3 separate regions of the Mus musculus genome follow, and all the other regions are linked to region 2. Evidence: chromatin contacts called from public Hi-C data. All regions are on one chromosome and are shown on one strand. Each heading gives the region's core, a stretch centred on a gene start, on an enhancer-like site or on the middle of the called end of the contact. The rest is flanking DNA. Distances are from core to core; before and after follow the strand shown.

Region 1 (3,863 bases), core at 180-2,679, 250 kb before region 2:
AGCCCGTGTTTGTTCTTTGGTTGGTGGTCAGACTCTGAGAATCCCAAGGATCCAGGTTAGTTGTCTCTGCTGGTCTTCCTATGGAGTTCCTACCTCCTTTGGGGCCCACAATCCTTCCTCTGATTCTTCCATAAGAGTCCCCAAGCTCCATCCACTGCTTGGCTGTGGGTGTCTGCATCTGTCTGAGTCATCTGCTGGATGAAGCCTCTCAGAGGACAGCCATGGTCCTGTCTGCAAGCATAACAGAGCATCATTAACAGTGCCAGGGATTGGTGCTTGCCCATGGGATGGGTCTGTGGTTGGGCCTGCTATTAGATGGCTATCCCCTCAGTCTCTCTGTACTTTATACTTTGATTCAGGATCTCTCACTGGCCCGGAGCCCACAGATTCAGCTAGATCAACCAGCATGTGCCTCTACATTCAGGCTTCCCTTGGCTTCTGTGGATGGATTTCAGGTTCTCCTACTGGAGAGCGTGCACTTTCCTGATTGGACCACCCCAACCTCAAACAAGGCCTTTTGCTTCCCCACCAGGGAATTGAACTCTAGTCTCCCACCTGACAAGCTGGGATGCTCAAAACTGCACGAATGAAGAAAATCTCCATGATTACACATATGCTCAACTCTGCGTGCACTGGTAAGCTTCTTGAAGTACTTCTGTAGCTGGAGGTGTCAGGTGACCCTCAGCTTCCCACAGAGCTGTACTGAGGAAGGGTTAGGGACAGAGTGGGGAAAAATACCTGTCACACCCCTAACTCCACTGCACTGTGTGGCAAGGGGGGTTCCATGCCTAAAACTGCCTTCTGGGAACTCTCTTGGGTGGGGAATCCCACAGAGGGAGTGAAGCAGGTTCTAGACGTCCCAACTTGCTGTAGGACATGGTGAAATTTCTATACCTCAGAGCCTCAGTTTTCCCACTTAAACAGTGAGGTAACTGATGTAGCTTGGTGCTCCCGAATGCCAGCCGGTAGAGCTTTTCTTTCATTGATGAGAGGGAACGGCAGGGATGAGAGTCACTTTCCCTTCATGTCTTGATTTCTTTAACTACGTCAGTGACAGGATACTAGGACAAAAGCAACCAAGCAAGAAAGGGCCTACCTGTTAGTACTGGTTTGAATAAGATGTCCTCCACAGAGTTTGGGGAAGCTTAGGAGGTGTGGCCTTGTTGGAAGTAGTAAGTAATTAGGGGCAGGCTCCAAGAGTTTATGCCCCCCGCCTCCAGCTTGTGTTCTCTGCTTCCTGCTCTTGGTTTGGATGTGAGGCCCTGCTTCCAGCTCCAGCTGCCACATCTCTGCTCCCGTCATCATCGACTCATCTCTCTGGAATCATAAGCCTTGAAAATGATGTTACATCACAGCGACAGACAGTAACTAATGCACAGCTCCAAGGAACAATCTGTCACCATGGGGGAAGTCAAGGCAGCAGAGGTCCAAGCAGCTGGTGACATCGCATCCACAATCAGGCAGCAGGGGAATGAGTACATGTGGCTGCCTACTAACTTTCTCCATTTATGCAGTCCAGGATCCCACCCACGGTTAAGACGTTATCTTCCCAGATCAATTAATATAAGCAAGGTGTGCCAGAGGCCTGTCTCTCAGCTGATTCTAGACCCTGTCTCAGTTACCACCACATTTAATAGACAGATGTCTTTCCCCTGGATACCTGCAAGAGCTTGCTTCCAGGGTCCTCCACAGGCACTGAGATCTTGGGGTGCACAGGGAAGGAGGACCTGGCGAGGGAGGAAGGGAATTCCATGTATCTTGAGCTAGGTCTAGATGTTTTCAGATCTGAAACTTCAAGGAATGCAGTGACAGGTCTGTAGCTGGGCTAGCCTCCAGATCTGTAGCTGGGCTAGCCTCCAGAGTCTCCCACAGCTTTTCTTATTCTTGGATGAGGGACTCGTGAGGATGGAGGCTGATGGTATATAATATAGCACTTTACAAAGACGGGACATCAGGCAGTGAAGAGAGATGGGGAACAAATGAAGTGCACCCACAGCTGCCCTGGCATGCAGCCCAAAATTTCCAGTCCATGGGGCTGGGAAGAACACTGCTCTCCAAGCCCAGCAAGGCCTGGAGGTCGGCTGACAAAGCTGACATTTCAGGAGACCAAGATATCTGGAATCCTCAGCCCACAGCACCAGAGAAGAGCGCTGTGTGGAGACAGAACTCTGAATCCGTGGAAGGGAAAGATGAACCAGACTGCTCCTGTCTCAAGTATGAAATTCTTAAGGCAGAGCTTCAGTAGAGCTGAGTGCTTCCAAGGAGCTTAGCTGTGTCCCAGAACGGAGCCCGCAAATAGGCAGCTAGCAAAACAAAACACCCAACACTCAACAAGGTAAAATTCATCATCTCTGGTGACGACGGCTGGAGAGGCTGGTGCAGCTGATCAGGGATAGCCGGTTTCAGAGCAAACAGTATCATCTGAGGTAGGGAGGACTATGATGCCAATGTGTCCAGGGATATCACAATCCTGCCTGTACACATATCCCAGTGACCTAAGACCTGAGAGAAGAAATACACAAAACCACACTTACCACAGGAGATGGGAACACCCCTCCCTCAGTCACCGGTGGAACAAGTGAGAGGGAAGCCCTGCAACCGAGATGTTGCTGTCTTAAAATACCCGAACAGAGCATCTTACAGGAGAAAGGGCCTATGTTGACTTACAGTTCAATACAGACAGACCACCATGGCAGAGATGCCAAGACATCAGGAACCTGAAGCAAATCGTTAGATGTGCTAATATTGACCTGCACAGATCATTAGAAGTGCTTCTGTAAGCAATGTAATCTACCTGTCTGTCTGTATACCTGTCTGTCCATCCATCTATCCATCTATATATCTATCCATTCATCTGTGTATGATAGCCACATAGCATCCATCACCAGGAACAGAGAGCAATGTATGCATGTCAGAACCCTTCTATGCAATCCAGAATCCTAGCCAGGGAATGACTCCACCCATAGTGGGCAGGTCTTCCCATCTCTCTTAAGGTAACCAAGATAACGCCCTACATAAAAAGTCCAAACTTTTCTCTCCCAGATGATTCTAGCTTCTGCCAAGGCAGCAGTTAACACTGACCATTGCAAATATCATACAGGATGAAGGAGGCTCAGCCCTCAGCACCATCAGTTTGACATTTATGGAACATTCCTCTCAGTGGCAGAGCTCAGTGTAGACAAGATGGACCATATCTCAACGAGTCTAAAAAAAGTCAACTTGGAGAAAGGATCTGACTATGGCAGAATGGAATTATAAATCACTAAGAGAAAGATCTCTAAAAAAACAAATTTCAACATGTTTAGAAACTTAAGCAGCAGGCGTCTAAATTACCCATGTGTTACTGAGTAAATCAAAGGGGGAATTAAAAAGTATTTCCAACAGAAAGAAAATGAGAACAACACATCAAAATTAGTAGAGAGTTGCTAAAGTGATTCTTAGGGGACATGTGGAATACTAAAGCCCACATTAGAAAAGAAGGCACGTCTCAGATCAGTGACCTGAGCTGTCACCCAAAGACACCAGAATATGAAGGGGGAAAATCCCAAGCAGGGAGCAGGAATGAAGAGATTGTCCGAGTAGAAGTCAGGAGAGAAGCGGTGGAGAAACCAGGGAAGGTTAGCACAGCCCAGGAGCCCCCTGCATGAACAGAGGTGGCACTGAGGAGAAGACACAGGCATCTGCATCAGGAATGATGGAGGGGACATTTCAGAGTCTGCACGGGTCATTAGAAGTGCTTTTGTAAGCAAGATTATCTATCTATTCATCCATTCATCTATCTGTGTATGTATGTGTGTCTATCTATCTACCTATCTATCTACCTACCTACCTATCTATCTATCTATCTATCTACCCACCTATCT
Region 2 (3,785 bases), core at 1,177-3,676:
TGCATTAGGCATCCTGTAATCAGCCCACAATAACGCAGGAGGAAGCCTGGGGTTCCTGTGAGTACAATAACCGTGCAGGCTTCCCAGGGGCTCCTCACAGCCTGCACTTAGAGAATGAGATATTATTCCATATGTGTGGACTTGCAAACCATTACAAATGAGTGAAAATTTTAAATTAATACACCGGGCCACAGTGAAGGTTAAACTCGGCCCTGGGTCAAGGAATCTATGAGAACTGAGACAGACTCTTACCATGAGGAAAATTCTAGAATGGAAAGGAAGCAGTAGTTATAGTAGCCATGCCCTGGGGTCATCTTTCAACTAGCTCACCTGGGGTTTGCACCTTCAGGGGAGAACACAAACTCACTTAGCTGTGTTGACCCAACTTCCACCCTGGTCATCTGGAGAGGTCACCGTCATGGAAGCCTATGCTGCCCCCCCCCAATCCTTAAACTGTCTTAGCATGGCATCCTGTGCCCTGGGGTGTGAACAGGACTCTCCCTCCTTCTGCCCACGCTGGAGGGTGCACTGAGTTCTGGAACTGTGTTCCCGCCAGGTCTGCAGGTTCGACTCTTTGCTGTTCTTCTACAGCCTCCGTGGTGTTTCTTCTGACTGGCTCACTCAGCTTTAAACACCAGGGGGAGCATGGTGTGGTGGCTCAGGCCTGTGTTCAGAGGCAGAGGCAAGTGGATCACCTCACGACCTAGAACAGCCTGGTTATGGAGTGTGAGTTCCAGGCCAGCCTGGGCTATAATGCCAGCCAGATTGGAAAAACAAACAAACAAACAAACAAACAAACAGTGGGCGTCACCTCCTCCAGGAAGCCTTTCTACATTATTCATCCCATTTTGTTTCTATTTTATTTTATTATTTTTGTTTTGTTTGTTTTTTTGTTTTCCTATAATCAGTCCACCTGGCCAATCTCAGAGAAGTTCACTGACTGAGTTCAAGACATTTACTGCGTGCTTCTTTGGAGCCAGCTGTCGGTTGACAGCAGCTCAGTGGATCTTGGCTGGACACATGTGTCCTGAGTTTCCCGTGGCTTCCGGCTGACCCTGGCTGCAAGGAGTGACCTAAGCTACAGCGGCTGACCTTGGCAGAGGTGACAGCATTCCTTGGCTCTATTCCTAGTGTCTCTTGTCCTCCAAAAGTCTGGACTAGGCATGTCCTCGCAGTGGTGGTTGTGACACAGGAGCCAGCCAGCCTGCCAGCCACACGGTGGCTTCACATCTGCTCTCTGTTCAAGCCTTGCAGGGAGCCCTGTGGCCTCAGTCAAGGCTGAAACCAGCCATCTTCCCACTGAGAAGCTGGACAGCAGAGTCCAGATGTGGAGGAAGGTGAGGACAGTCCTTGTGGCACTCAGCTAGATGAGTCCAAAACGTGGTGACATTTTAAGGGGCTTTATTGCCTTATTGTGGGCATTCAGGAAACCCTGTATGTACTTAACATACCAGACAGTTGAGTTTGACAAATGTCTGAAATCAGCATAGCTACATGGATAATAAATGTACCTAAACCACCTCCATTCAGTCTCTCTCCTCCCCCCCCCCCCTTCCTTCTCAACCTCTGGGCAGTTTGCTTTCCAGGGGGTAAAGAGGTGTGCACCGTGGCTTTATTTTGCATGTTAAAAAAATGGCTACAGATGTTGAATGTCTCTTGTCACCATCTTTCTTCCTTGCAGAAGTGTGTACTCAGAGAAAAGCCTTTACAGCCAACTTTTTAAAAAATTATTGTTGTCTTTAGAGGGCTCTTTGTATATTTTGGAGATTTAACATATGTAATTTATTAAATATGTACTTATTTTCTCCTAGGCTGTGGCTTGTCCTAGGTGAGGTTTTAAAACGCGCGGATTGACCCCTACCCTACCCCGTATCAGTAGTTATCAAGGGTGTCTCTGAGTGGCCAGTGCAGGCAGGAAGAGAGGCTGCTCCATTCTCCATAAGAACAAAGAAATGGCCAAAAATAACAAGACAGGCAACTTGAGAAGCCGCATTGAATCCATCTCCCTGTCGCGTGTGACCCTGATTTTATAGGGTTTTCTAGGAATCAAAGTCACAGTAGGGGTGTGAGTGGCGGGTGGGAAAGGAAATGGGTCCAGAAACTCCCCGCAAGCCCCACTGCCTCGTAGACCGGTCTTTGCTGGTCCAATGTCGCCCTCTAATGGCTACAGTCCCCAGCCAGCCTCGGCGCTCAATCCCTCTGGGCTCCACCAGGCACCGGAGGAGAAAGAAATGGCAGAGTCCACTTCAGTTCCAAACTTTCGAAGAATGATAGTATTTCCTTCACTGAGAAAATCTCTCGGTGGAAATGAATTGAAGCAAGAAAGCTCCAGGAGAGTCTGCTGCTGCATGCCTCGCACTGCACTCGTCCAAATGCAGCGGCTCAGAACAGACTCCAGCGCAGCGCTGCGGGGTCCACCCTGCAGTGTGTCAGCAGCAGGGCTCAGCCTGGAGCGCTGGGCACTGTACAGTGTGGCTTCGCATTCACGTGCTTGGGATTTCGGGATAGCTGGCCTCCGGCGCTTGGGGCTTGTTATTAAGCAGAATGTTCACCTGCGCACCTCAAACCCACTCCTGTCTGGCCATCCGCAAGCCCTGTATTTTCATCTGTGTCTGTCACCCAAGCCCAGCCAGCCCCCTTCATCGCCTTTGGAACCACAAAGAGGAGGCCACCCTGCTTCCCGCCTTCCAGAAGCGAGGGTGTGGTGCAGGAATCACAGCGTGGGAGTAGACAGATGTCTTAGCTGCCGAGATCCCTGCCTGGCATCTTCCTCAATCGGTCCTGCTTCTTGCTGCTAGGATATGACTTGAGCATGCTCACCTCAGATCTCTCTATCATCTCTTAAACATCAGTGTGCCCCACTTCCAGAGCTGTTTTCGGGGATACCCCCATGTCCTGCAGCTGAGCATTTCATCTGTGTTCACCTCAGCACATGCCTGACCCCAGGAAGCAGCTTGATGCACTCCCGGACACCTCCAACCGACCGACCTTAGACAGCTGTGACCCCACGTGGCTCAGGAGCTCAGCCCAAAGGCCACCGGTCCAGTCCCTGAAGACCTTAAAGCAAGCACATTGATTGTTCTGTGCCTCGGTTTCCCCATTTATGAACTCTTCCTATTGGCTTCTGGGTCGTGGCGGGCAGGGGAGTGTCTTGGGTGGGTGGAGCTTTTAGTCATAGAGTTCCCCTGCTGGGACTGTTCTTTGGAAACTGGAACTCGAAAATGAGGGACAGAATAAAGTCACCGCACCTGCTCGGGTGCACATTTTATTGAACAGCTACTCTGTGCTGGGCTCTTGGCTAACACTAGGGACATAGTGCCAGTCAAGCCAGAGGCTGTTTCTGCTTCCAGGAAACTCACACAGCCTAGGGCCTAAGACAAACAATAAACAAGTAAGTAATGAATTAATGGGGGCACAGACAAGAGAAGCAGACAGCCTTCCCGTGGGGGGTACAAAAGCTAAGTCCTCTAGACAAAGCAAGGCCTCTCATGGGAAGAAGGAACATCAGGCTAAGAGACCAGCATGCTCGGGAGCCTGGAAGTGAGAGGAACCATGGCTCACAGGGAGACCTGCAGGGAGAGCCTGGGGCCAGGAGAGTGCCAAAACCTAAGGTAAAGCTACAGCGGGTGGATGTGGTTGGGTAACACAGGGCCTTCAAAGACCCATCAGGTGCCTGGGCTCCATTCAAAGAGTAGATGCTTGCTTGGCATGCGGGGACAAAATGCTGGATAACCCTGGCTGGGGGCAGCAGTGCAAAAACACTTAGGCAAAACATTGGCCTTCCC
Region 3 (3,755 bases), core at 988-3,487, 210 kb after region 2:
TCCTGTGCTGCAGTGCCTCTGCCGTTCAGGGACAGGGTTGTCCAGTTCTTTATACGTGTGTAAAGTGACTGGTGGTACACAGCTTTCCCACCCCATCCTGAGTCAGGCTCTAGGGTATGGTACTGGGTCAGAAATAACTCCCACCACTAGGATGCAAGGCACAGAGGGACAGTGGGCCAGTCGGAATCAGGACAGCTCGAAGGTCACCAGACCATGCCATGTGCCACATGCACCATACACCGTAACCACACACACAGCATTTCACTCCAGCAGACAGGGAGTGAACATGTCCAAGTCTCACGAGTCGGGCTGTGCAGTTGGCTCCGGCGTAAAGCACTCATCAAATCAACCTAATGATCTGAGCCCACATCCCCGGAACCCAGGGGATGGGGATGTAACAGCCAGACATGGTTTGTAAATGTCTGTGATCCCAGCATGCCTATAGGAGTTGGGGGCTGGGAGGGAGAAGGCCAGAGGTGCAGGTCCTGCTAGCTGGCTCTCTGTAGCAAGTAGGTCCTGTCTCAGATGAGGTACAAAGGTGCAGACTGATATCCAAAGGTTGTTCTCTGACCTCCACACCTGCACCATGCACACAACCACCCACATTTACACACACACACACACACACACACACACACACACACACACACAACTGAGTCCCATAATTTACATTCATGAAAGCAGTTCTGCTTAAGCGAGCCTCTTTCAGCTCAGACTCAGTAGCACTAAGCACTACTGTTTTGGTTTTAGGGTGATTTGATCTTCCCTCCCTTCCTCCTCCCTCCTTCCCTCTCTCCTACCTTCCCCCCCCCCCCCCCCCCCCCCCCGTCCCTCCTGGTGGCTGCAACTGAGTGGCTCTCTCTAAACCTCCCTGATGCCAGGTTGTTCTTCTGTAAGACAGGAACATGGCACCCTTAAAGGTTCTATCTGGTGCCCAAATATGTCCCTGGTTCTCAGGATCGGGTCCAGCCCACAGTGGGTACACTAGGGATATTTGAATTAACTAATTAGCAAGTGAATGAAAGCCTAACTGAATAAGTGAATGAATGAATGAGCGAGTGAATGAGTGAATGAATTAATATATGAATGAATTAGTGAATAAGTAGATGAGTGAATGGATGAATAAGTGAATGAATGTGTGAATGAGTGAGTGAGTGAGTGAGTGAGTGAGTGAGTGAGTGAGTGAGTGAGTGAGTGAATTCAGCAACTCTCCGTGCTCATGCAGCAGGAGAAGTACTCAGATGTTAAGACCCTAGGAGGAATCTGAGTTAAAACACAAAAAAACCTGACAGCATCAGAAGGGAGGCTATTGGGAAGGGAAGGGAACGGCCCAAAAGGACAAGACAGGGTGATGCAGGAGAGTGATGTGACCACAGGGTATGATGTACATACATCGACATCTCAAGGAAACATTATTTTGTGCAATTAATCCAAGTTAGATTATTAAAAAAGGAAAATGCTATGAACTATCAGCTCTAAGACTCGGAGGAGCTGGAGAGATGGCTCAGCACTTAAGAGCACCAGCTGCTTTTCCAGAGGACTGGGGTTCGAGTCCCAGCACCTACCTGGTGGCTCACAGCCATCTGTGAGGAACTCCAGCTCTGGGGAATCTGCAGACAAAACACCCAAGCACATAAAACAAACAAATATGTTTTTTAAAGAAGTAGGGGCTAAGACTCCAGGGCTTGTCCTGGACAAGGCTCTCAGCTTTGTTCAGCTTCCCACTGCTGCATCCTTCCCAGGATGCCTTCTGTCTATACTATACTATCTTTACATTCCTCCTCCATGCTGATCAAGTTACTACTGATGTGGTGAAACACCATGACCAAAAAGTAAGCTGGGGAGAAAAGGATTTATCAGGCTTACACTTTATAATAATCCCCCTCACAGAAAGTCAAGAGAGAAACCTAAACAGACAGGAGAGGCAGGAGCTGATGTAGAGGTCTGCGGTGTGATGCTTACCGGCTTGTTCTCACGACTTGCTTAGCCTGCTTATAGAACCCAGGACCACCAGCCCAGGGATGGGCCTGCCACACTCACATCAACTATCAAAAAAATGCCCTCCAGGCTTGCCTGAAGCCCAATCTTGTGAAGGCATTTTCTCAATTGTGGTTCCTTCCCTCTCAGATGACTCTAGCCAGTGGAGTTGCCAGCACACACTCTTTCAACATGCCAGAGAGCAGGGACATACATTGCCTTTCTGTTGCTAGATGCTGAAAAACACCACTCACTGCCTCTGAGCTGTTCACACCCCTGCCCACTCCTTTGGGCACACCCCCAGCTAGATGCCACTCACCTTCCTCCCTTCCATCACCCTCTGGAATTACCACCCATCCGTGTCGCCACCACCAGAATAGAAGCTTCATGGGAGATGGTGATTTCTCATGTTTGGCGTCCCATGTCACAGGAACCTCGCAGATGAGTGTTCACGCCCCCCCCCCCCCGAGCTCCATGCTCAGACTTAAGGGGAGCCCATCAACGCTGTGAAAGTTTGTCCCTGAATCACACTGACTTTTAAATGCCTGAACGTGGCATTTCCCTAAGTGGGATCAGATGGCACCTCCTTCGGGAGGCGTTAACAGTTGGCAGCGTCTTGCAGACAGATGACATGGGTCTGATTTTCTTCAAGTGCCTTCGACAATGTCATCTCTGGGTGTGGAGACTTCAGGTTTCAGCTGAGACTAAGACCTTTGTCTCAGGCCCCCTTCAGGCCTGTCAACAAAGGCCACTGTCCCTGTCCTGTGTGCAAACCCACACCGTCCCCCTCCCTTCTCTGAGCTGCTCTCACTGTAGGATTCTGACCAAACGCTGGGACCCCAGTGTCTAAAAGCAGGCCAGCATCAGCAAGAACTGCAAAGTCAGGTCCTGAGCTCTGTGACCCCAGCTCACCATGTGACCTTGGTCAGGTGTGTCCTCTCTTTCAGTTTCCCCAACGACCCTGCTGCTCCCTCCACCTAGAATTCCATTCCCCGACAGCAAACGGGGTCCAATGCTCTCCACCTGTGCTACCCAGCAGGTGATGGGGTTTCGAATTAAATCAGCAGTTTCTAAAGTGCCTCATCTCTCCAGGAGAGAAAATGTCAGCCTAGCCAGCACACAAAACCACTGTAATCAGAAAGCAAAAGTCAGGGTCTCACACACCTCTCTGCCGGCTGACCGCAGGAGTGTCACACTGCCTGGTGTGACTAACCTAGGCTTTGCTGGTAAGATGACAAAGGAAATGTGTCCCCTTCTCTGAAAGGAGGTTCACGAATAACAAGTCATAGGGAGGAAAAACGGCTGGATGTCAGGGCATGGAGGCTGTGGACCAGCAAGGAGGCCAGCCCACGATGCCTGAGGTGGCTGTGGGAATGGGTAGCTGCTTCATTTGGCTTGCAAATTGTCGTGGCAGCTGCCATCCTCTCAGGCTTCCGGGTACAGCTGAGACCTGAGGCTCTCTGTGGAGTGCCACACCTGAGCCTCAGAGCAGGGCACGGTCCCCACCCCCTCTCCAGTTCCTAGTAGGGACACTGACTAGGAGACTTTGAGAAGCCTGTGTACAGCTCAGCTCATTGGATGCCTACTGTGCGCTGGGCCCCAGGAATATCTGTTCTCCCAACGACCTTCATTGGTGGTAATTTAGTTTCTACAGCTTTATGTATAAATAATTTTCAACCACTGTGCATATGTAACTGTAAAGTTATATAACACTGACATGCACAGCCACCCACAAAATACCATTACACTCTAACTAACAAAACCAGCTGCCCGTCACT

Evidence for each region. A called contact is a pair of places that touch in the nucleus more often than the background predicts.
Region 1: a contact with region 2 is called in a Hi-C map of cerebral cortex, with 4 times the contacts expected there. The contact joins two enhancer-like sites. A contact is called at or near these places in 5 of 484 Hi-C or Micro-C datasets (the N1E-115 cell line, cerebral cortex, olfactory sensory neurons and 1 more), 4 of 115 datasets of contacts at active chromatin or transcription factors (SST interneurons, embryonic basal ganglia, forebrain and 1 more) and 1 of 9 other capture datasets (embryonic stem cells).
Region 3: a Hi-C map of cerebral cortex shows a contact between it and region 2, with 1.7 times the contacts expected there. The contact joins two enhancer-like sites. A contact is called at or near these places in 3 of 484 Hi-C or Micro-C datasets (cerebral cortex and embryonic stem cells), 1 of 115 datasets of contacts at active chromatin or transcription factors (embryonic stem cells) and 1 of 9 other capture datasets (embryonic stem cells).

Annotation. Positions count from the first base shown.
Region 1 is chr4:131,499,452-131,503,314 of GRCm38.p6, reverse strand. Gm831 (a long non-coding RNA gene) reads right to left here. Exons shown (of 3, transcript XR_001784457.2): 3 at 258-2,502. Among named protein-coding and RNA genes, the nearest start is that of Gm831, 10 kb to the right of the region's middle. Within about 2 kb of position 1,429, at least 4 of the 459 cell types and tissues checked have an H3K27ac peak or open chromatin away from gene starts, as enhancers often do. A contact at or near this core is called in cerebral cortex, where this site is marked.
Region 2 is chr4:131,251,747-131,255,531 of GRCm38.p6, reverse strand. No RefSeq gene overlaps it. Among named protein-coding and RNA genes, the nearest start is that of Gm25261, 14 kb to the right of the region's middle. Within about 2 kb of position 2,426, at least 55 of the 459 cell types and tissues checked have an H3K27ac peak or open chromatin away from gene starts, as enhancers often do. A contact at or near this core is called in cerebral cortex, where this site is marked.
Region 3 is chr4:131,045,948-131,049,702 of GRCm38.p6, reverse strand. No RefSeq gene overlaps it. Among named protein-coding and RNA genes, the nearest start is that of Gm42317, 17 kb to the left of the region's middle. Within about 2 kb of position 2,237, at least 7 of the 459 cell types and tissues checked have an H3K27ac peak or open chromatin away from gene starts, as enhancers often do. A contact at or near this core is called in cerebral cortex, where this site is marked.